Regions from separate parts of the Mus musculus genome. Here regions 1, 2, 3, 4, 6 and 7 are each linked to region 5. The links are chromatin contacts, called in public HiChIP or PLAC-seq and promoter capture Hi-C maps. All regions are on one chromosome and are shown on one strand. Each heading gives the region's core, a stretch centred on a gene start, on an enhancer-like site or on the middle of the called end of the contact. The rest is flanking DNA. Distances are from core to core; before and after follow the strand shown.

Region 1 (2,700 bases), core at 21-2,520, 640 kb after region 5:
TCGGTTATCTTAATGTACAGTTTTCCAAACACACCTTCAACTCACTTATCAGAAACTTCTCAATTACCTGGGAGATTAATACACGAAATTGTGTGCCCCAAAAAGGGAAAACTAAGAAAGCTCATTCAAAAATCCAAAACCAAAAAACTTTTAGGTGAATAACCTCAAAATATCTTTTTTTTTAAAGGTAAAAGCCACCGTTTATATTTTTAGTGGCAAGGGATACATATTAAATCCTAATAAAGAAAAACAAAACACCAAACCATTATCAACCATCAACCATCTGGTGGTTGTGCCAGGTGTCAGCTGAGAACACTAACAGAAAAAAAAATTGACATGATTAAAATCCGCTAGAGCTGATATTGAAGCTTCTCAAATGTGGCCTTGTGGGTCATCCTTTACTACCTAAGGCTGGACAGAGCAGGCAAGGGCAACTTCGCAGAGCTGCGCGCTGTCCTACGCCAGGAGCTACGGGTTAGCCCCCACCCCCTGGCCTCTGCAGGGCACGCCCCCTTCCTACCCACCGCCCCGCTGCTCCCCTCCCTCGGCGCCCGCGTCCTCCAGGTCACCTTCAGGCGAGGGCGGGACTGCCTGGCACGGGCCACCCACCTACCACCCCCTGCCAATAAAAATTCGGAACTCGCCGGCCCGGCCCGCCTGCAGCGCCCAATCCCGGCCGCCCGAACGATCTTCGCCTCGGGTGCCCAGGGCTTGGGGGCGGGAACATTGGGAACTAAATTAAGAAGCAGAGGGCCCTGAGAAGGAAGCGGGCAGCCGGGTGGGGGCTCCCCCGGGACGGCCCGAGGCCGCGCTCCCGGTAAACAAAGGCTTCGCGGGGGCGGGTAACGGTCAGGTGACCACGCCCCGCATGTTTCGCAACTGTGCTGCTGGCTGCTATGGCCCCAGCACCCCGATCCTTATCCGTGCTAGGCGACAGCACTCACGGTCACCCCACGGAAACTCCAGGTCCGAGGCCGAAACACTCCGGCCGCTTCCACCCTAAGTGTATTGCTGCCGCGGGGCTCGTCCCTGCCCTGTCCCCACGCCCGAGGCCGCATCGGGCTTCTGGCAGCCAGGGACCTCGCCTCCCTCCCGCCGGTGCCGGGGATCAGCGCCGCGGTCGCATGCCGCTTGGAGCGGCCACCCTGGTACCTCTCGGCGCAGGCTGGAAGCGGCACGAGCGGCGACCCCCGTCCCTGCTGCGCCGGCGTCTCCTCGAGCCACCGCCAGTCTCTGCCACTGCTCACAACAAAGGAAACATGTGACCGTCGAGCCAAAACACTTAGCGTCACCCACCCTTGGCCAATGGGGGGGAGGCATCCGCCTTCCCGGAGCATTCTGGGAGACGTAGTTTTTACTGCCGGTGGGCTCTCAGGCCATCTGGGTTCCGCTAGAGGGCGGAAACCCAACCCCGGGCTGCTAATTCCAAACATTTATTTAAGGTAGAATAAGATTAAAGGAATGCATCTTGATCAAGACAGAAGTGGTATGTTGATTGTTTTCAAAGAGCCCTTTACATCCCAAAGCCAAAGCACAAGACCAGGACTTAGCCAACCTTAGAGCTTGGAATAAGGCTTGTTTTAATTACCATGTTCTAACACACTTGGGAAATCAGAGGGCCTGAGAGGTGGAGTGTACTAGAAGCCTGGTCATAATTGCAGAGGACGCTTTCTTTGTAAATCTGTCAAGGTCGCTATCAGAGCCTCAGTTACTTTTTAAATTTAATTTAATTTTTGTCTTAATCAGATGCAGGAGTTGAACAAAAATTGTAACAAACCTTTATTTTCCGAGGCACATGGAATCTTCTTCAAGATGTTTTGTTTCTAGGAGATTCCTTTTCAAGGATGGCCGTCCTCTGCTCTTGAAAATGTTTGGATAGTTCTGGCTTCTGACAAAAGTTACGTACTTCTTCCTTCTGCACTTCATTAAGACAGCCTTGCCTCCGTTAAAATTAGATGTGTTGCCACAAGGTAGAGAGAGAGGAGCAGAGTTGACAGGCAGGCCATTTGATAAGCTTTTAGGTCTCCTTTTCATGTTCTATTAACTTAAAAAAAGCCTACTGAGTACTTCCTGGGGCGCGGGGGTGGGGGGTGGAGTGGGGGGGACCTTTCTTTGACTTTTCTAAGATTTATGGCTAGGCCTGCAGTAAAACTGCTTGCCACTCTGGCTTGACCAGTTGGTGCTATCAGCTTAGAGAGTCCTTTCTTTGGTTTTCTCTTGTCAAAGCAAGAAGATTTATTTTCATATTCTCTCCTTCCTTCCCTCGTCCTTTTCCCCTCCTCCCCTCTTTTCCTCCTCCTTCCTTCTCTTCCCCTCTCTTCTCCACAAATTGATTTAAACAAGATACATAACTTGAAGGAAAACTATCTAGAATTCTTTTTAAATTGTCTATTATTATTATTATTATTATTATTATTATTATTATTAATTCTTTGTGTGTGTCTGTATTGGCTATCTGAGTGCTGGTAAAGATCAGAGTCATTGGGTCCCCCTGGAGCTGCAGGTGCTGGGAGCTGAAATCCAGATAGAGCAATAAGTGCTCTTAGCCATTAAGTCATTTCTTCAGCTCTATTTATTTAAAAATTTAAAATTTAAATATGTTTTGTCTGCGTCTGTGTACCATGTGCCTGCATGCAATGCCCATGGAGGCCAGAAGAAGGCACCAGATTCCCCAGCACTGGAGTTGGTTTCAGAGAGTGT
Region 2 (2,700 bases), core at 40-2,539, 610 kb before region 5:
TAGAGGCCAGAGGTCAGCTTCAGGAGTCTTCCTCTATCACGCTCTACCTTATTTATTTATTCATTCATTTACTTATTTATTTATTTTTGGAGATGGGCGCTCCAGGTTGGCCAGCACTGGAGTGTGTGCTACTCTTTGCATGGGGGTGTTGGGGATCTGAACCCAGATCCTTGTGTATTCTCTTTGAATACCCAGAAATTCTCTGCCATGCCTTTGCCTCAAAGCTCTGCAGAAGCTAGCTGGGAGCCACCCACCAAGACCTTAAACACCTTGGGAGTGCAGCCCCGCCTCCCTGCCTCCCCAGCTCCTTACTCAGCCTCATGCTTAGAACACACCTGGTAACTGCTTGTGGCATAAACAAAAGCTTCACGTATGCGATGTGGGCGGGGAGAGGTGGAAGGTGCAGGGAGAAGCCCTCTCCAAATGAGCCATTATGCAGAAAGGGTCATTGTTACAGGAGGCAGAGCTGGAGGCAAGCCCTTCTATCCACGAGGACCAGCGCCCCCAATTACACCAGCTGGCCTCAACTTCTGTGTGAGCCTGATTAAAAAGCACCCTCTCTCCAGTGTCTGGAAACCCCTGCAAGGAAAGTTTGCTGCCCAAAGTTGGCTTTTGACTAGAGTCTTAATAAGAGGCTTCAGCAGGCTGCGTGGAGAGACAATGTCACTTTAGAGGAGCAGCTGGAAGCGGCAGTTAGAAGAATTATTTTAATGAATACATTTCCTTTCAATTGTATGGGAATATCAAGATCCCATTAGAATGGGGAAGCAATTAGAACTAATAAAGATGAATGCGCAGTGCTCAGTGCATGTGGAATAACAAGCAGCCAACAAAGGGACTCCCTGAGCAGGCTCTAATCCAAGTGAGGCCGGAGCCAGCAGAGGGGGAGAGGCTCTGCTCAGCCACTCAAAGCCACCTTGTCCCCGCACATTCTGATCACGGCCTGGCCCACAAATGGTGTGAGTTGTGGCCTCCAAGGTGGGGAGGGGTGGCCCCCACCCCATCCTGGGTCAGCCTCTTGGGGGTTGAGATGGACTGTTGGCAGCCCCTTGGCAACAGCCATTCAAACCGGGCCTCTGGCTCCCAGCCAGCTTCTCGCTTGTCCCTCCAACGAGGCCTCATTGTGTCCAGGTGGCAAACGCCTTCTCGTGAACGTTCCTTAGAGGTTTGGAGAGGGACTGGGACAGTGAGGAGGGAAGAAAGGGTGAATGAGAAGGGGCCTCTGCCCTGCATCCCTCCTCTCCCCTCCTCCACGCCCACAGCCTGTGCCTCCTCTGAGTTTGGGGTTATGTTACAGTCAGTGGTGAGTCACAGGCAGCCAAACACAGAAGTACTGTTGCTTACACAATTGCTCTTCAAACAGCAACAAACAATTTTCATTACCCAAGTCAGATCAAATCATTCGCCTGGCCATCCTGCCTCTTCATAGCCACGCAAACAGGCCCAGAGCCTCATGCTTTGCCCATTCCGCTCTGACAGCACTGGGCTACGGTCTGCATTGGGCTCTGAGGACAGACAAAGCTCTTTCTCTCCTTCATTTGAGCTGGATCTGCTGCATGGCTGTCAAGAAAGGAACAAGAGAGACACAGTCACCTCTGCAGTGAGGCCCTGCTCAGTTGTGGGTCAGCCTGCTATTACCATCTGTGTGAAGCAAGGGCTGCCAGACTCCTGCGCCTGAGTTTAGAAGGTGTCCAACAAGATAAGTCTGGCTCGCTACCAAAGTATTCACTGGCCCCTAATGCAGTGTCTGTACTTGACATTTCTTTGTTTAATTTCTTTTGGCCAGACATTTTTTTGAACCAGGAATGTGTAAACTCACTCCGAAATGTCTGTATGAGAGGCCAGTTGCATGCTCATTACTAGTTTTTTTCTATTCCTTCTCTTAAAAAAAAATCTTCACCATCTCTTTAGGACCTTGAAATAACCCCATGGGATAGACAACCAGGATTCATTGAGCCCCGTGATGAGGAAAACACAGGCCCACACAAGGTCCTACACAAGGTCACAGAGCCACCAGTGGGTAAGAACCTGGCTCAGTACAGACTGACACCTTTCCCACACCTCCACAAAGTACAGACATTCCAGGAGACGTCACCCTGAGGTTCTTGGCTTCCACTGTAACTCCTTATCCCTACCCATCCCTACCCACCCCCACCGCACTGCACTAAGCACCAAGGGCTAGAAAGGGTACCTAGAAGATTTGTATCCACAGTCACCAAAGGGCTTGCTTTGCCACCAGCCCCTTTCCTCCCTTTCCATAGCTCAGATAAAGATTGTCTGAAAGGCTTTCAGGACATGGTAGATACGGTAAGAACTGGGAAAGATTGCCGAGTCTGTCTCCTTCAGTAGACACTGGCAAGGATAAAACCGTGTCTGTGCACCTGCCACGCCCCTGGCCTCCCACACCTGAAGGCCTACTCCTTGAACTTTTGATGTATAATTTTGGAGTGTAATTTACATGCTATGAGGTGCATGGATATATAGTTTGGCAAGTCGTAACTATTGTAGTCCTATACTGGAGAAACAGAGAATGTACATCTACACAAAGTTTCTGCTAATCCTTTCCAGTCAGATACACAGGACCCTGTCACAGGTGTCACCCTGGACAGGTGAGATCCTACTGCTGGTACCTTTTGTGTCTCTCGGTTGGTGTAACGGCTGCCGGGGTCACCCGTATGCTTCCAGTACTTTGTTCTTTTT
Region 3 (2,700 bases), core at 24-2,523, 690 kb before region 5:
GGGCCAGAGTTTGGTTCCCAGCACCAACACGGGGTAGCTCACAACAGCTCGTAACTCCAGCTCTAGGGCCTTACTTCTCCTATCCCAATGGCTAAAATGTTTATGGACTAGTGGGGATAACACTAAGAGTCACTAAGAAACCCCCAAATTCTGGAAGACAGAATGCACTCAACGACTGCCAACAGTCCAATTACAAAAGAAACATATAAAGAAAAAAAAATCAGCACCTTATTCTGTTAGAGGTCTGTAAAGAATTTTCTCACATAACTCAGTCACTTCCCGCATACAAGGCTCAACAGTTCAAACAAAACTGCTCCATTTATCTTTATTGTGTATTCTACAGACCAGGTCAGCTAGTGCTAGAGGAGTCAATACTTTTCTGCTTAGATGTCAACGTGAGCAAACCCATGACTTAAACACATGTGGGTTCCCCCATCCTCAATCTATATTGGAAGCACTTCAAACACAGAAGTGTAACATAAACCCACACACAACGATGTGCAATTTTCTCCCAAACAGAGACACCTGGAACAGAGTTAGCGGCACTAGCCAACATCTGTGCTTACGTTACTTGGGCTTTTTGGGGGGGGTTAGGGGGTGGGGTGTCCAGTAGAGTGGGCAGTACAGTAACAAGCATTCTGGCAAATAGAGCCCCGCCTACTTATGAGAAGGCTCCAGCAGCTACTCCGGATAAGCCAGTACAATCCTTCCATTGAAACATGTCCACTTAGTACACCCAAACTCTGGATTGCCGCGTGCCTCTGTCCCCCGAGTGCCACACCTAGACAACAAGCCAAGGCACAGGGGTGCCCCCCACCTTGCGGCCCTCGGATTGGGGCACACCTGGCAGGAGGCGAGGAGGAAGCGGCAGCACGGGCTGCACGTCAGTCGGACCGGGTGAGAACCTCCACGCCGTGCGGCGGGCGTGGGAGGGACAGCACCCACCTCCCGGCCGCAGTCCGGGCGTGAGCGCGCCAGTCCGGTATCCCCGCAGGCGGCCGGACCCGGGTGGAAACTGCTAACCTAGTGCGAAGTCAGACTCCTGAGCCAGCCCGCGGTGGCCACAGGGTCTGCGGGAGCCACTGGGGCGCAGCTCCGTCTGCGCACCCCTGCCGCGCCGGCCCGCACCCGCCGCCCCGCCCCACCCGTTCGGAATACGTGTTACCTGAGCCGGCGTCTGCCTTGACGGGACCCCAGCACACGTGACCCCGCGGAGGCCAGCCCACGCACGCGCAGTCTCGGCAGCTGGCGGGCGCGCTTCCGCTCTCTTCCCCAGAGACGCCCTGCACTGGGCGGTGCGAGCCTCTGCGTCACGCCCTCCTTAAAGGGAGACTCTGTCCGGCCTCCAGGGACGCTCAAGGAGCCCTGGCATCTGAGCCGGAGGAGTCTAGCAAATAGAGGTCCTCAGATTAAAAGGAACGTCCCTTTCAATCAGCTCACCTGAACTTCCATAAACTCACCCCAAAACGAGGTGTCAAGGATCGTCCAGCCATCAGGCGCGCAGGAGCCTGAGGCAGAAGGAGCATATTGAGTTCAAACTAGTCTGGGATACCGACACAGACCTGTCTCAGATTCGACAAATAGATAAATGGATGGATGGATACACAGTGCAGGGTTAGGAGTGGATATGGAATTCGTTTCGTTGGATTTGGTAGTGTCCACTAATTCGTTTTCTTTTGAAAGGTGAACACAGAATTGCTGGGTTTTGGTGGGTAATTTTGGGGGGAAGGGGAAACATTGTTTTTGCAAATAAGGATGGATACTGAAAACTTCTTTTCCAAATTATCATTTTTAGTTGTCATTGTTCCATCAAAAAATAATAGAGTGGGTCACATTATTAAATAGAGAAGGCATCTTTTTTTTCCCTAATATGCTACTGGAAAAAGCTATTTCAGGATAGTTTGGCGTTTACAATTGCCACTATATGGTATCATTAACCCAAGGAGGCAGATAACATAGTTGTTGGACTTGTCTGTGAGGGAGAAATGAGGAGGGAGAGTGTGGGAAGATACCTCAGGAGGAGTTACATTGAGTATCAACCAGGCTCACTGTAGGTCTGTCCTGTAAGTACATTAGGACTGTCAGTAAAGGCCAGCTGATCACAGTGACATAAAGAAACTATAGGGCTGTCATTTTTAGGGTCACGGATGAAGGAAAATAATCAACACCTTAGCTAAAAAAAAGGGGGGGGAGCAGGGAGTGAGGAGACTTCTGTAGGCAGGAGCCAGAGAGACTGCCTAACTGAGGGAACAGTGGGATTAGTTACAAGCCAAGGTGAGTTTAGGGACAAGTTGCTAGCCTGATGTGGCTAGGGTACAGGCAGTGGCTTCCAAACATCTTTAATAATCACTCACAGAAACACATTTCAGCCATGACTCTGTGTGTGTGAGTGTGTGTGTATGAGACACACACACACAGAGAAAGAGAGAGAGAGAGAGAGAGAGAGAGAGAGAGAGAGAGAGAGAGAGAGAGAGACCCGTCTAAAGTAGGTTAGACAGAATGGTGACACCAGAACCCTGAGCCCTGAGTGACAGAGAATTGTTAAAGTTCTGGGAAGAACGGAATTCAGCTGACACATTGGGGAATGGGGCTATAGGACATGAAAAATGGGAAGATTGTTAATTGACATTTTCAAAATGTTTTACAGTCGTCACACACTTATTCTAGAGAACTTCAGAAAGCAAAGCCAAGTCTTGTGGG
Region 4 (2,700 bases), core at 168-2,667, 580 kb before region 5:
TCGGCCCATAAAGGGTAATGAAGCTGATGTTAAAATAGTTACATGAAACCCACTCATTTGAAAGGGCACCTGCTTTAAAGGCCAAATTTCCTGAGCCCAGGTTTATACATTAAGCTACAGAAACCCCTAATTAATTCAGACCCCACTCACTTCTGACTTTGCCTCTAGCTGGTCTGAAGCCTTTCCTTTCCCTCTATCTATGAAGAAACAGTTTGCTAAGCAAATAAATAGTTCAGGCAGGATCACAGAGGCAGGTCTGGCTCACTTCACTGTTTTCAAGAACTTTAAAAAGTTTGCTTGAGCAGTCCTCTTCCCAGAAAGTTAATGAGGTCATTACAGCTGGTCCCTATCTTTAAACATTTCTATTCCCAAACTACCTATGAACTGATGTGGCCCTTGGAGGGGTGAGTCCCACTGTGTTCAAACAAGGAACTGAATATATAACTGAGCACATAGTAGGTGCTCATTGTTTGCTGAATGAATGGAAGTAGACACAACAAATAATCTCTCTCTCTCTGTCTGTCTCTGTCTCTGTCTCTGTCTCTGTCTCTGTCTCTCTCTCTCTCTCTCTCTCTCTCTCTCTCATTTCAGGTGAGAAAGCTAAGGCTCAGAGAGGTCATTTGTAAGGCACTTTCAGAGTCAAAGGGCTCAGGGCATCCCTAGAGCTGGACCAGCCAGGCTGCCATTAAAAAATGAGTCCAGGGTTTGAGGTTATGCTTGGTGCAGGGGCACCTTACTCTGTTGTACTATTATAGTGTTAACCCAGCAACAACGGATCGGCTGAATTCTTGAGGAGCAACACCGAAACCCCTGATTGTCCTTTTATAATAGCCTTTCCCCTGGTTACAGGTATCAGCTCTGAAGCCTGTCTCTGAAATCCCTGACTGTGACCCCGATCTCCAGCCAAGGGTGGACTTTGGGATGTCAGGGACAGAGCAGATCAGTTGTCCCCTTGCGGGAGAAGGGATGAGAAAGGAAGGCTGCTCCAGACTGATCTGGACCGAGTTGCTCCTGGGTCCTCTTTCCCCAGGAAGGATGGGTTTTGTTCTCCAAGCGTTCCCTGGCTCCAGATCAGGGCGGGGTGGGGGGTGGGGCGCAAATGTTGTCCACTGACTCCTTTCCCTTGATGAGGGTAGGGTGGAAGCGAAGGAAAAAGGGGAAGACAGCCTGCGTGCTCTCTCTGCCCTTTGTTCTGACGGCTCTGCCCGCCTGGAACACCGCACAGGGAAAATTCCCTGACCGTGAGATCTGCAGGCTGCAGGGTCCCCGGGGAGGGCCGGGCCCCAGGCTCTTTGGAGCTGCAGCTGGAAAGAGGGGTTGGGTTTCAAGGAGTGGGGCTGGGGGAAGGCAGCCTGCCTTCCCGGCGGTGAAGGAGCTGGCCCTGGGAGCCAGCGGTGCCGACAGCTTCCTGTCGAGAGCTGGCGGCCCACGTGACCGCTCCCCACTCAGTGGATTAGGGGGTGAAAGGCCCAAGAGGGAGGGGACGGGAGGGGTGCCCAGGCGCTATCTGCTCGTCTCGGGGAGTGCTTGCAGGGCAGAGCACCAAATCCGCTTTTGCTAAATGAATTCGGCTGGCTCCTTGTCACACGGTCCAGCGAGCTGCCTCTGCCTAAAGAGGGAAGGAGGAGAGTCTGGGCTCTGACTGGGACTACGGGCCGCTAGTTTAAAGTCCCCTCCTCCCAACCTGGCCACACACATCCCCACAGTGCTTGTCAGGGAGGAAATGTAATAGTTACAGACCTGCCGGTGTTGAGGAGATGGGATCCGGCTGCGACACAGAGAAGACTATGTGGCAAGCTTGAAAAGCTATCTAAGTGTGTAGCTCTGATCTCCTGACCTCCTGACCTCCTCGACCCCGCACTCTACCCCCACCTCTGACAGGTTCCTCCTCTAGGTCAAGTGCAGCCGCCCTGACAAGGACATCTGGCCTAATCTTAGAGCCGTTTTCTGTTTAGGCGTTATTGAACTCCTTCTGTGTGTGGAACTGGGCACAGAAATGTGCTGGATACTGATCTGCCTTAAGGAGAGAGACTTAAGATGAAGTTTGAGCATAGTAGGGTAACCCAGGGTGCAGGCTTAGAGTTCAGAGAGAAATTAGGGCCCAGTCTAGTAGACAGTTTGGAAGAACAATTGTCCATTCAGCCTGATTGATAGTGCTTCTCTCCCGTGCCACCTCTTTCTTGTTCCCAGAGCAAAGAGGTGACCTAGAACCCCACAGATCTGTGGAGGTTTCTGAGTCAGCTGAGTTCACTCTCTGGTTTGCCACACTCTTTTCATTCTTTCTGAATGTCATAGGGTGGGGGGATCGGAAGATGCCACACAGTGCTGGCCTTCTCAAAGGAGGACTCACAGTCCCAGGCAAAATTTCGCCTGACCCAAGAACACTTGATCCACCAGCCCTCCGTTAAATGCTGCCTTAGGCTGGAGCAGTGGCAGCCTCCCCTTGGTGATCAGTGGTATGGCTTCACTTGTCCTGTGGGTGGTTTCTGTTCCAGATTCCATTTCTATGGTTGATATAGCTCAGAGTCCTGTGAAGTCAGAAAACCATGCTTTCCCTTCCACTAAAGGTGATAGGAAAAACAGCTGGGTCCCCTGGAGCCAGGAATGGTTGAAGATGGGGTCTTATCTGTCACTTCATTTTGATCAGCATCTGCTTTATAGAGATTGACCTCTCACCCAGGATCCTGATAGGATTATGGA
Region 5 (2,700 bases), core at 90-2,589:
TGAGCACTGTCAAGCCTTGCCGCGGGACTCAAACTTCATCAGGCCCACCTCCACCCCAGCCTACCTGTGTGGCCATCAGCACGGGTCCGCTCCCCAACGCCGGGTTCCCCTCGATCACTGTAACTGCGATGCTCTGGATCCCTTGGATACTCGAAGACCAGGCCAGCGGGCTGTGGATCTAGATTGCTGCGCTCTGCATCCGGGGTAAGGAATAAGACGGCTGGCTTCAGAAAGGTACCAGGAGGACCAGTCCTCCTCCGCGATGCAAGTCGTACAGGACCTAGTGTAGAGCCTTCCACCCTCCTAACTCCGGGCACAGCGGGCCTCACCCTGCGGGCAGGTCTGGCAGCAGTGTCCTGGCAGCTGGCGCGGCTGCCTGCAGGCCAGGGTGGGGCACTGAGGTTTGATGTTCTTGCAGCTGACCCTGCCAGGACCCCTCCCACGGCGAGCCCACTGAGGCTGATGGCAGAGAACATAGGAAAATTAAGGGAATGAAACCATCAGACCCCAGGGCTGCAGACAGTCAATTCTGCTATTTACAAGTTACATGGCCCGTCCAAAGTTTCTTAACTTCTCTGAGCCTCGGCGTCCCTGTCTGCAAAGTAGAACTAATAATGTCATTTATCTAGCAATACTGTAACGGGAGGGGGGAAGTTGGCTAAAAGCCAGTCACATTGTGGGCGATCAATAACTGTCAACACCGCAGACTTGAAAGCGGTTTCCTCCGATTTGCGGACCAGCCTTCCCCTGAGCATCTCCGAGTCTACTACTTAGGACACCAGCGTTCCGCTACCCTCTAGAGTAGGGCAGGCAGCTGCGTTATCCACTCACCGCTTCACAGGCGCACAGCACGCAGCGCATCACCCCAAAAGGCTCCCCCAGGTCCGGGTGCCACGTCTCGTCCAAGGCATAGACCTTCCCGCCGAAGGAGCAGCCTGCGGGGACGGGCTTGGCTGGCGGCCGCTGTCCGGTTGCTCGTGCCGTAATGCCTGCTCCGGGCTCTGCCCGCCAGGCCCATGGTCCCTTGGCACCGTGCACCTCGCCGCCTCTGCTTTCCCCTCCCACCCTCCCGCTGCGCGAAGCCACCTGCGCCCGGGGCCCTCTCCCTGTGGATGTAGACTTGCCAGGAGTCAGACTCCCCTCCCGCACCTCCCCCTGGAGCCCACCTACCTGCCGCTCCCCGGACAGGCAGCGGCTCCTTCTCGGAACGGATGGGCAGTGCTGGGGGCTCAGGGCCAGTGCCACTGGCCGGCCGCGAGCCGAGCAGCAGCAGCCCGAGGAGCAGCCGCGGGGCCGGCGGGGCCGGGAGGCTCGGCATGACGCGGAGCAGACAGCTGGGGAGGCGGGCGGGAGGAGGGAGCAGGAGAGGGAGTAGGGCCGGACCGGAGGCGGGCCGGCAGGAGGGGGCCGGGGCCAGGAGGGGGGCAGTGGCGAGGGGCTCGTCTCACAGTCGCCTGGTCGGCTCCCGGCCGGGCGGGGCGGGAGAGAGCGGGCGGAGGGGCGCTGACCCGGGCCGTACTCCACTTTAGTGCCCTAGGCGCCGGCTCTGGCCCGTTTTATGCCCGCGCCAGGCGTCCGGGCCCGGGGCCTCCTCTTCAGCAAACGGGGCGCGGCGGCGGCTCCACAAGGAGCCCGGCTGAGCCCGGGGGGTCCGGCCCAGCAGCAGCGGCCGGATCGCGAGTGGGGGAGGGGGACAGGCTGGGACCCGGCAGGGGAGGAGGGAGGGACTGGAGGAGGGGGGAGCGGAGTGGGTAGGGGGAAGGGAGGAACTAGGGGGCGCAAAGAGGGAGAGGAGAGGCGGGCCTCGACACCCCCACACACGCTCCTTGCGACCACCCCTGGAGGTGGTGTCCACCCCAAGACCAGAGGCTCAGGCTAGTGAAGGGCAGAGGCTGAGCCTCGGGCCTGTGGCACTCTTGAACGAGATGGGCCGCTGGAGGATGAGGACTTGTCTTTGAAAATGACACCGATCCACCCCTACCTAGGACCCACAGCACCCCCTTCCTTTCACTCTGGCTGTATTCCTATTTCCCTTCTAAGGTCTCTCCTCTTTCTTCACTTCCCAGGGACAGGAACCTAGCCTGTGCTTCCCAGAATCAAGCAGTGCTTCCCTGAGTGGAGTCATAATTCACCAGCACCCCAACCTGCTCTCAAGTCCATCCAACTACCACCTCTGGCTCTCTCATGCTTTTCCTTCATCCAAGAGATGACCCTCTTCCTCTCCAGCTCAGTCCCCACCTCCTTTGTCCTGCTTTTCTAGACAAGCCTCCCCATCCTACACACACACACACACACACACACACACACACACACACACACACACGCGCGCGCGCGCGCGCGCGCGCGCGCACCGTTCTTCCCACTATCCCAGCACTAGGCTTCCTAATCTTAGAAGGCATCTCTTATTCAACTGGAGAATTCCGGGATCCAGGCCATACGCCTCAGTAGATAGCCCATCCTCTCTGAGGCGCAGAGAAAGCCTGAGGAAGACAAGGGAGAGAGGACAGGGTCAGGCCACAAGGTCCCTGAGGACAGAGACTGTGGGGAGACAGGGACTGGGGAGAAAGCACAGGAGCTAGAGCCAGGGCCAAAGGAAGAGAGGAGCCAGCAAAGAGGTATTTGTGGGGGAGGCTCGGCAGCTGTCCTTCCTAAGACAGGGACAGATGGGCCTGGTTATTTCTCTTGTCACATGTATAGTGG
Region 6 (2,700 bases), core at 108-2,607, 630 kb before region 5:
ATACCAGGAAGTAGCTCCCAGCCACTGCTCCGGTGCCATGATGCCTACCATGATGATGAGGGACTAAACCTCGGGAACTGTAAACCAGCCCCAAATGAAATGTTTTCTTTTATAAGAGTTGCCTTGGTCATGGTCTTTCTTCACATCAATAGGCCAGTGATGGAGACAGTGTCTGTAATGGCAGTCAAGCTTAACTTAACTAAGTAGACAAGAGTGTTAGCTCTGCACAGTGCTCTTAAATTGTATCTACTGTTGTTGTTGTTGTTGTTAGGAGGAGGGTGGAAGTCAGAAGAGAACGTCACCAGTCAGGCTTGCTCCTTTACCTTCATGTAGCTTCTGCAGACGGAGCTCAAGGACAATCACCCTGCTCTGCTGAAGCCACCTCATTGGCCCCAGGTAAGTGTCTTAACATTGGCCTCCTGTTTGCCTGAGTTCAGATCTTCCCACCAGCACTCTGAAGTCCAGCAGATGGTAAGAATGTCTCCGACTATGACCACAGGGCTTTTGTAGGAGGAAAGGCAGGTCTCGGTGGTGACAGGAAAAGGTATTCTGTGGTCCACAGCTTCAGGACTAGGTTGTGAAGCTAGGGAGTCCTAAGGCTGGGACCACTGCCACAGGCAGAGCCCAGAACATCTCGGGGGGGGGGGGGGGCTGATGTTTGACCGATAGTGCCTATAGCTCCCTGGTTCCAGGGGGTTCCCACTTTTGTCCTCTACCTCATCTTTACCTGGTGTGGTGTCTGCTCTCAGCCTTTTCCACAACTATACTAGAAATCTAAGAATGGTCCCCTCTCAGGGCTTCCAAATCACCTCAGTTCCTGTGGCTGAATCTCTTCCAGGACCTGGGTGGGGTACCCCAGCATCAGAACTTGTCACCTGGGCACTCTTGCAGAGAGAATGGCTGGGTGCAGCTGCAAGAAGAGGGAGATGAATGCACGTGCACACAGGGAGCTGAGTTTGGATGGCTCTTAGATAAAGCTACATTCTGTGTTCTGCAGCGGCCCCACTGGAACTGATTCACACTAGCCCCATGGGATAAACCCAGGCCACTAGCTGTGAGCCTCAGTGATCCCCAGCCTCAGCCTGGCTCTTTTGATTCTCAGGAGTCTGTGACCTCTGAGAAGTGAGCACAGGGAAGGTGCCCAAGATGAAAAAACGTTTCAAACTCCCAGCAGCCCTGGCCCCAGACAGCATGGCAGGGCTCTCCCTCTGAACACCCACACCTCGCACCCCCAGTGGCTTCTTTTTCTTGCTTCTGGGAGGCTAAAGGCACCCGGATCAACTGCTCTGCTCTGGCTTAGGAGTCCTGATACCTCATCACAATGGGCACTGAGGCTTTTGTGTGACGTCCTCTCTTCCACATCCTGGGTCCTTGTCACAGAGGCTGCACAGAAAACAATGGGCTCTGGTGGCCAGACGCTATCAGTATTTGTCTTCCTGCCTCGTCATGGGTGGCAGGCTCTGACGCACGGGTGACACTGGGTGGGTCTTTACCTGTTTTACCCAGCCAATTGCATACCAGAAAGCCTAGCCCTGGTCACCCTTATTGATCCCAACAGAAAGCTCTCTCGGGAGTTCATCTATCTTTACCTCATCATTCTGTGCAAACTCACCTCAGAAAACCTGCCAAGCTCTTAAAAAAACGACTTCTGATAACCTTCTGGGCACACAGATGGCACAGTGATCCAACTTCAGCTTGTACAGGAGTACAGCTCCACGCATGAGACCCCTACATTTCATCCTTAGCATGGCCAAATAAAGTAAATGAAGATTTTACACGATTAAAACAACAACAACAACAACTGTAGAGAATCCTTAAGAAGGGACAAAGAGTAAGTTTTCAAGTTATCCTTGAACAAGGAACTTAAACTAATAAGATGATATTATACCACCAGCAAATATGAATGTCTGCTGTCAGGCTCAAACCCCTGATGGCACAGCTGGGTGGTTCCAGTCTTTGGAGGACAGAACTCAAAGACTGCAAGCTCAGTATGTGCCAAGGAGTGTAACTCACACTCATGCTCAGCCCAGGGGACAGTGTCTCAGCACGGCTGGTCCAGACAACCCAGCAGTGCAGAGGGGGGAAGCAGAGGCAGGCCTGAATCTAGAATTCAGACAAACACAGGCCACAGAAGAGCTAAGGATGTTTAAAATCGAATTTAAAAACAAAGAAAACACTGAAAGGAACCATGGATGCTATTTTTAGTGCCAAGGGGCTGTCCTGTACAGGAGATAAAGCAGCCCAACTGCAGAGGACAAGTCAGGCCCCTGAAATTAGAGAAGAGGGTGCTAGCAGCTCCAGCAATGAACCCAGCATCACAGGAGGCATGCAAGCAATTTCCAGTTGGGGGTGGTGCAGAAAGAACACTCGAATTCAGCTGTGACTCAGGGGTCTCTCTTACAACTGGTTCTTTCCCACATACGAGTGTCCAGCACTCTCTGGGAAAGCAATAAGGCTACAGTATTTCTCAACTGGTTTTAGATCGAAGCTTTAAAATTTCAGGTAAAGAGTTGGACAGTGGTGGTGGACGCTTTTAATCCCAGCATCAGGGAAGCAGAGGCAGACGGATCTCTGAGTTTGAGGCCAGCCTGGTCTGCAGAGTGAGTTCCAGGACAACCAGGGCTACACAGAAAAACCCTGTTTGGTGTGGTGGGGGGCGGGAGGGGTGCTTCAGGTAAAGGCCTGGGGAGATAGCCCACT
Region 7 (2,700 bases), core at 140-2,639, 960 kb before region 5:
GGAGATAGGTGAAGCATGGCACCTTGTGTTTACCTCAGTTCAATGTTAGGTTAACGGGGAGCCAGAATTTGTCACTTAGATGGGACAGTTGTTGAAATCAGCCGTTGCCATCTGAGTTTACCTCAATCCCTGACACATGAAGATTTCACAGAGTCAGACATATGCAAATTAGATTTCCCTTCCTAAGCCAAGGTTAAATAAAAGGGAAAATTATGAAAGGGTGCTTATGGCAGCAAAGAGTTTTGAGGACTTGAGGATGAATTTCGTTTAAAACCAGGATAGAGCTCATTGCCAAACAGGAAGGGGATAAAGGGAAGGGAAAGGAGATCTGGGGAAAGCACGGTCCAGCCCAGCATTTGTGCTGAGAGGCTCTGTTGCGGACCCTCTGCGATTACAGGCATTTTCCTGGGCCCGGTGTAGCATTTGGCAAGGAAGCAGAGGGAAGGCGTTCCTCCTTTCGGTGTTTTAGACTGGGCACTGGCCCGCGTGGTAGGGGAAGCACTGCTCCCGTAAACGAAAGATTCATTTTTCTCTTCTCTGGTTCAGTCTGGGATGGAAGACCCATTTGAAACAAGTTGTGGCCAGCAGGGCGGTCTAACAAGCAGACTGGGGGAGGTGGGAGAGGGACCTGCAGCCTAGGCAGCCACACCCATTGGCTAGGCTGGGCCACATGTCAGTCTGTGTACCCATGTCCGACCGTGTCAACTCCACACATGTAATCCATGCATAAATTTACTACGCCATTCCAGCCCACCATACCGCCACACACGCAGTTCAACTGATGCAGTTAATCACGCTAGGGCGTCCACACTCACAACACACACACACACACACACACACACACACACACACACACACACACTCACACACGACTATACGACTGGCGTGTAATGTCTATGGCCACACAGACACTGCAAGCCACTCAGTGCATCCCCACACCCTACACGTATCAAGACAGAAACCTAACAGATTCTCCCACCCTGACTGCCCAAAGCCCCGCACCCAGGACTAGTTCCGGGAGGCTGGCACAGGGAAGAACCCGCGAGGTCATCGCCCGCTGCCATCCGGCGGCTCCAGGACAGCCCGGGCGAGTGTGTGCCCAGCAGGACGCCACGGCGCGACGGGGAGGGAGTGCTAAGGACCAGGCTAGACCCTGTGCCTAAAGGCTGCGGGAGAAGGCCGGACTGTAGCCGGAGGTACGCCCTCCCAACCCGAGGGCGTAGGGGATGTGTGCTGACTGTCCTATGGGCATGTGGGACCCGCTGGCCGGGGGCAGAGGCGACGCGCGCAACGCCACCGCGAGGGGATGGGCTCGCAGAGGGGCGCGGCGGTCTAAGTGTGCGCGTGCGCGTGCAGGCGTGGCGGCCCGAGTGGGGAGGAGGGAGCAGGGAGGACGACAGAGAGAGACGGGAGGAGGGAGCAAAGAGGAGGGAGGAGAGGAGAGGAGAAAGAAGGGAGGAGGGAGCAGGGCGCAGAAGGGAGCAGGGCGCGGGGAGGCAGCAGGCCTGGCCGGGTCGCTGCTCCCTCCCCGGGCGGCTCCTCGGCAGCGGGTGTTCGCCGCGCCTCCAGCCCGCAACCCACCCTCGCCCTGCCCGGCCCGCGCCTCTGCCCTGTCCTAGGCTCCCGGCCCGGCTCTTCAACCGGAGAGATGAGTGCGGCCACGGCGCCCGAGCGCGGCTGGAAGAGCGAGAAAGTGGACGAGGCGCAGGCCCTGGCGCGGAGCTGCGCCGCCCGCAGACCCGACTTCCAGCCGTGCGACGGGCTGTCCATCTGTGCCACGCACAGCCACGGCAAGTGCTTCAAGCTGCACTGGTGCTGTCACCTGGGATGGTGTCACTGTAAGTGGAGCCGCGTCGGCCTGCTGTCGCCCGCCTGCGGCCGGGTGCTACCCGGACGACGGGAGGAAATCCCGGGGGAACCTAGCTGTAGTCACAAAAGGGAACCTTCCTACCCACAGGAGCCTGGGGCTGGCTTTCTTTGCCGTTCTTTTAGATACTTGCTCAGAGCCGCCAGAGCGGACGCGCGCCAGCAGGGTAGCCCTTTCAGCGGTGGGGGGTGGGCACGGACATACCCCTTTCACTTTCTTGCCTGTTCTTTCTGGCTGCTGTTGAACAGAAAGAACCCTAGGTCCTAGCGATTCCCATTTATTTAATGTATCCAGATCGAGAAAGAACCAAAGTATGAAGAATGGCTTCTAAGAAGTTAAAAGGAACAGTTTGAAGAGCAAACTCCTTCGACACCCAGTTACAGCGTTTGAGCCAAGCCAGGACTAGTCTAGTCCTAGGCCAGTTGTATTTATCCTGAGAGTTTTAAATAGATTAAACTTAAGTAGCCATTTAATCAGCATTCCACAATTTGATTACTTCATGGCATTTAGCTTAATCCGACTGCTGAATCATTTCTTTTTAGAAACATTCTGAAGTCGGTTTCCATATAATCTTAGATTTGGAGGGCTTTGCCGTGCTTAAGACACATTTTCCAAGTGATCTTCAATCAAACTTTTCCCCCCTGTTATTTAGGAGGATATGGTTTACAAGGAGAGCTACAATATGTAACAAATCTTTATTTGCTTTTAATTGAGAATATTTGAATGTCTTAGTTGAGTTTATAAATTAAAGGATAGAAAATCCTTGCTTTTCCTTATAAATTCAAGGTACCTGGAGAGCGAATATTGATTTTGTTGTTCCTCTGCTGATGAGG

The links. Promoter capture Hi-C pulls out the DNA fragments that hold promoters and counts their contacts. HiChIP or PLAC-seq counts read pairs in DNA pulled down with a chosen protein or histone mark.
Region 1: a contact with region 5 is called in a FOXA1 HiChIP or PLAC-seq map of pancreatic cancer cells. The contact joins the promoter of Klhl24 here to the promoter of Chrd in region 5. A contact is called at or near these places in 2 of 484 Hi-C or Micro-C datasets (CD4 T cells and the G1E-ER4 cell line) and 2 of 115 datasets of contacts at active chromatin or transcription factors (bone marrow-derived macrophages and pancreatic cancer cells).
Region 2: an HNF4G HiChIP or PLAC-seq map of pancreatic cancer cells shows a contact between it and region 5. The contact joins the enhancer-like site here to the promoter of Chrd in region 5. A contact is called at or near these places in 5 of 39 promoter capture datasets (the 3T3-L1 cell line, 3T3-L1-derived adipocytes, cranial neural crest and 2 more), 3 of 484 Hi-C or Micro-C datasets (Th1 cells and regulatory T cells), 4 of 115 datasets of contacts at active chromatin or transcription factors (astrocytes, embryonic forebrain, embryonic stem cells and 1 more) and 2 of 9 other capture datasets (embryonic stem cells and liver).
Region 3: a contact with region 5 is called in a promoter capture Hi-C map of stem cell-derived epiblast-like cells, with 4 times the contacts expected there. The contact joins the promoter of Vps8 here to the promoter of Chrd in region 5. A contact is called at or near these places in 14 of 39 promoter capture datasets (the 3T3-L1 cell line, 3T3-L1-derived adipocytes, the SN4741 cell line and 10 more), 1 of 15 datasets of contacts at CTCF or cohesin (embryonic stem cells), 2 of 484 Hi-C or Micro-C datasets (erythroblasts and stem cell-derived neural stem cells), 8 of 115 datasets of contacts at active chromatin or transcription factors (embryonic hindbrain, embryonic midbrain, embryonic stem cells and 5 more) and 1 of 9 other capture datasets (adipose tissue).
Region 4: a FOXA1 HiChIP or PLAC-seq map of pancreatic cancer cells shows a contact between it and region 5. The contact joins the enhancer-like site here to the promoter of Chrd in region 5. A contact is called at or near these places in 5 of 39 promoter capture datasets (embryonic stem cells, hematopoietic stem and progenitor cells and hippocampal neurons), 2 of 484 Hi-C or Micro-C datasets (Th1 cells and embryonic stem cells), 3 of 115 datasets of contacts at active chromatin or transcription factors (embryonic stem cells and pancreatic cancer cells) and 2 of 9 other capture datasets (adipose tissue and liver).
Region 6: an HNF4G HiChIP or PLAC-seq map of pancreatic cancer cells shows a contact between it and region 5. The contact joins the enhancer-like site here to the promoter of Chrd in region 5. A contact is called at or near these places in 5 of 39 promoter capture datasets (cranial neural crest, embryonic stem cells, frontonasal cranial neural crest and 1 more), 5 of 115 datasets of contacts at active chromatin or transcription factors (SST interneurons, embryonic forebrain, embryonic stem cells and 2 more) and 1 of 9 other capture datasets (adipose tissue).
Region 7: a contact with region 5 is called in a promoter capture Hi-C map of embryonic stem cells, with 8 read pairs. The contact joins the promoter of 2510009E07Rik here to the promoter of Chrd in region 5. A contact is called at or near these places in 2 of 39 promoter capture datasets (embryonic stem cells and hematopoietic stem and progenitor cells) and 1 of 484 Hi-C or Micro-C datasets (embryonic stem cells).

Annotation. Positions count from the first base shown.
Region 1 is chr16:20,096,124-20,098,823 of GRCm38.p6, reverse strand. It overlaps Klhl24 (kelch-like 24), which reads right to left and starts at 1,270. Exons shown (of 8, transcript NM_029436.3): 1 at 1,153-1,270.
Region 2 is chr16:21,338,155-21,340,854 of GRCm38.p6, reverse strand. No RefSeq gene overlaps it. Among named protein-coding and RNA genes, the nearest start is that of Gm16863, 43 kb to the right of the region's middle. Within about 2 kb of position 1,289, at least 196 of the 459 cell types and tissues checked have an H3K27ac peak or open chromatin away from gene starts, as enhancers often do. A contact at or near this core is called in 3T3-L1-derived adipocytes, astrocytes, embryonic forebrain and 2 more, where this site is marked.
Region 3 is chr16:21,421,691-21,424,390 of GRCm38.p6, reverse strand. It overlaps Vps8 (VPS8 CORVET complex subunit), which reads right to left and starts at 1,273. Exons shown (of 47, transcript NM_001285893.1): 1 at 1,166-1,273.
Region 4 is chr16:21,309,693-21,312,392 of GRCm38.p6, reverse strand. No RefSeq gene overlaps it. Among named protein-coding and RNA genes, the nearest start is that of Gm16863, 14 kb to the right of the region's middle. RefSeq lists an enhancer at 698-2,004. Within about 2 kb of position 1,417, at least 263 of the 459 cell types and tissues checked have an H3K27ac peak or open chromatin away from gene starts, as enhancers often do. A contact at or near this core is called in Th1 cells, adipose tissue, hematopoietic stem and progenitor cells and 3 more, where this site is marked.
Region 5 is chr16:20,731,766-20,734,465 of GRCm38.p6, reverse strand. Chrd (chordin) reads right to left here and starts at 1,339. Exons shown (of 23, transcript NM_009893.2): 1 at 1,171-1,339; 2 at 832-935; 3 at 330-459; 4 at 65-193. The coding sequence starts at 1,318. It also overlaps a transcript of Thpo not described here.
Region 6 is chr16:21,363,853-21,366,552 of GRCm38.p6, reverse strand. No RefSeq gene overlaps it. Among named protein-coding and RNA genes, the nearest start is that of Gm36224, 26 kb to the left of the region's middle. Within about 2 kb of position 1,357, at least 15 of the 459 cell types and tissues checked have an H3K27ac peak or open chromatin away from gene starts, as enhancers often do. A contact at or near this core is called in extraembryonic endoderm stem cells and pancreatic cancer cells, where this site is marked.
Region 7 is chr16:21,693,354-21,696,053 of GRCm38.p6, reverse strand. 2510009E07Rik (RIKEN cDNA 2510009E07 gene) reads left to right here and starts at 1,389. Exons shown (of 2, transcript NM_001001881.2): 1 at 1,389-1,838. The coding sequence starts at 1,649.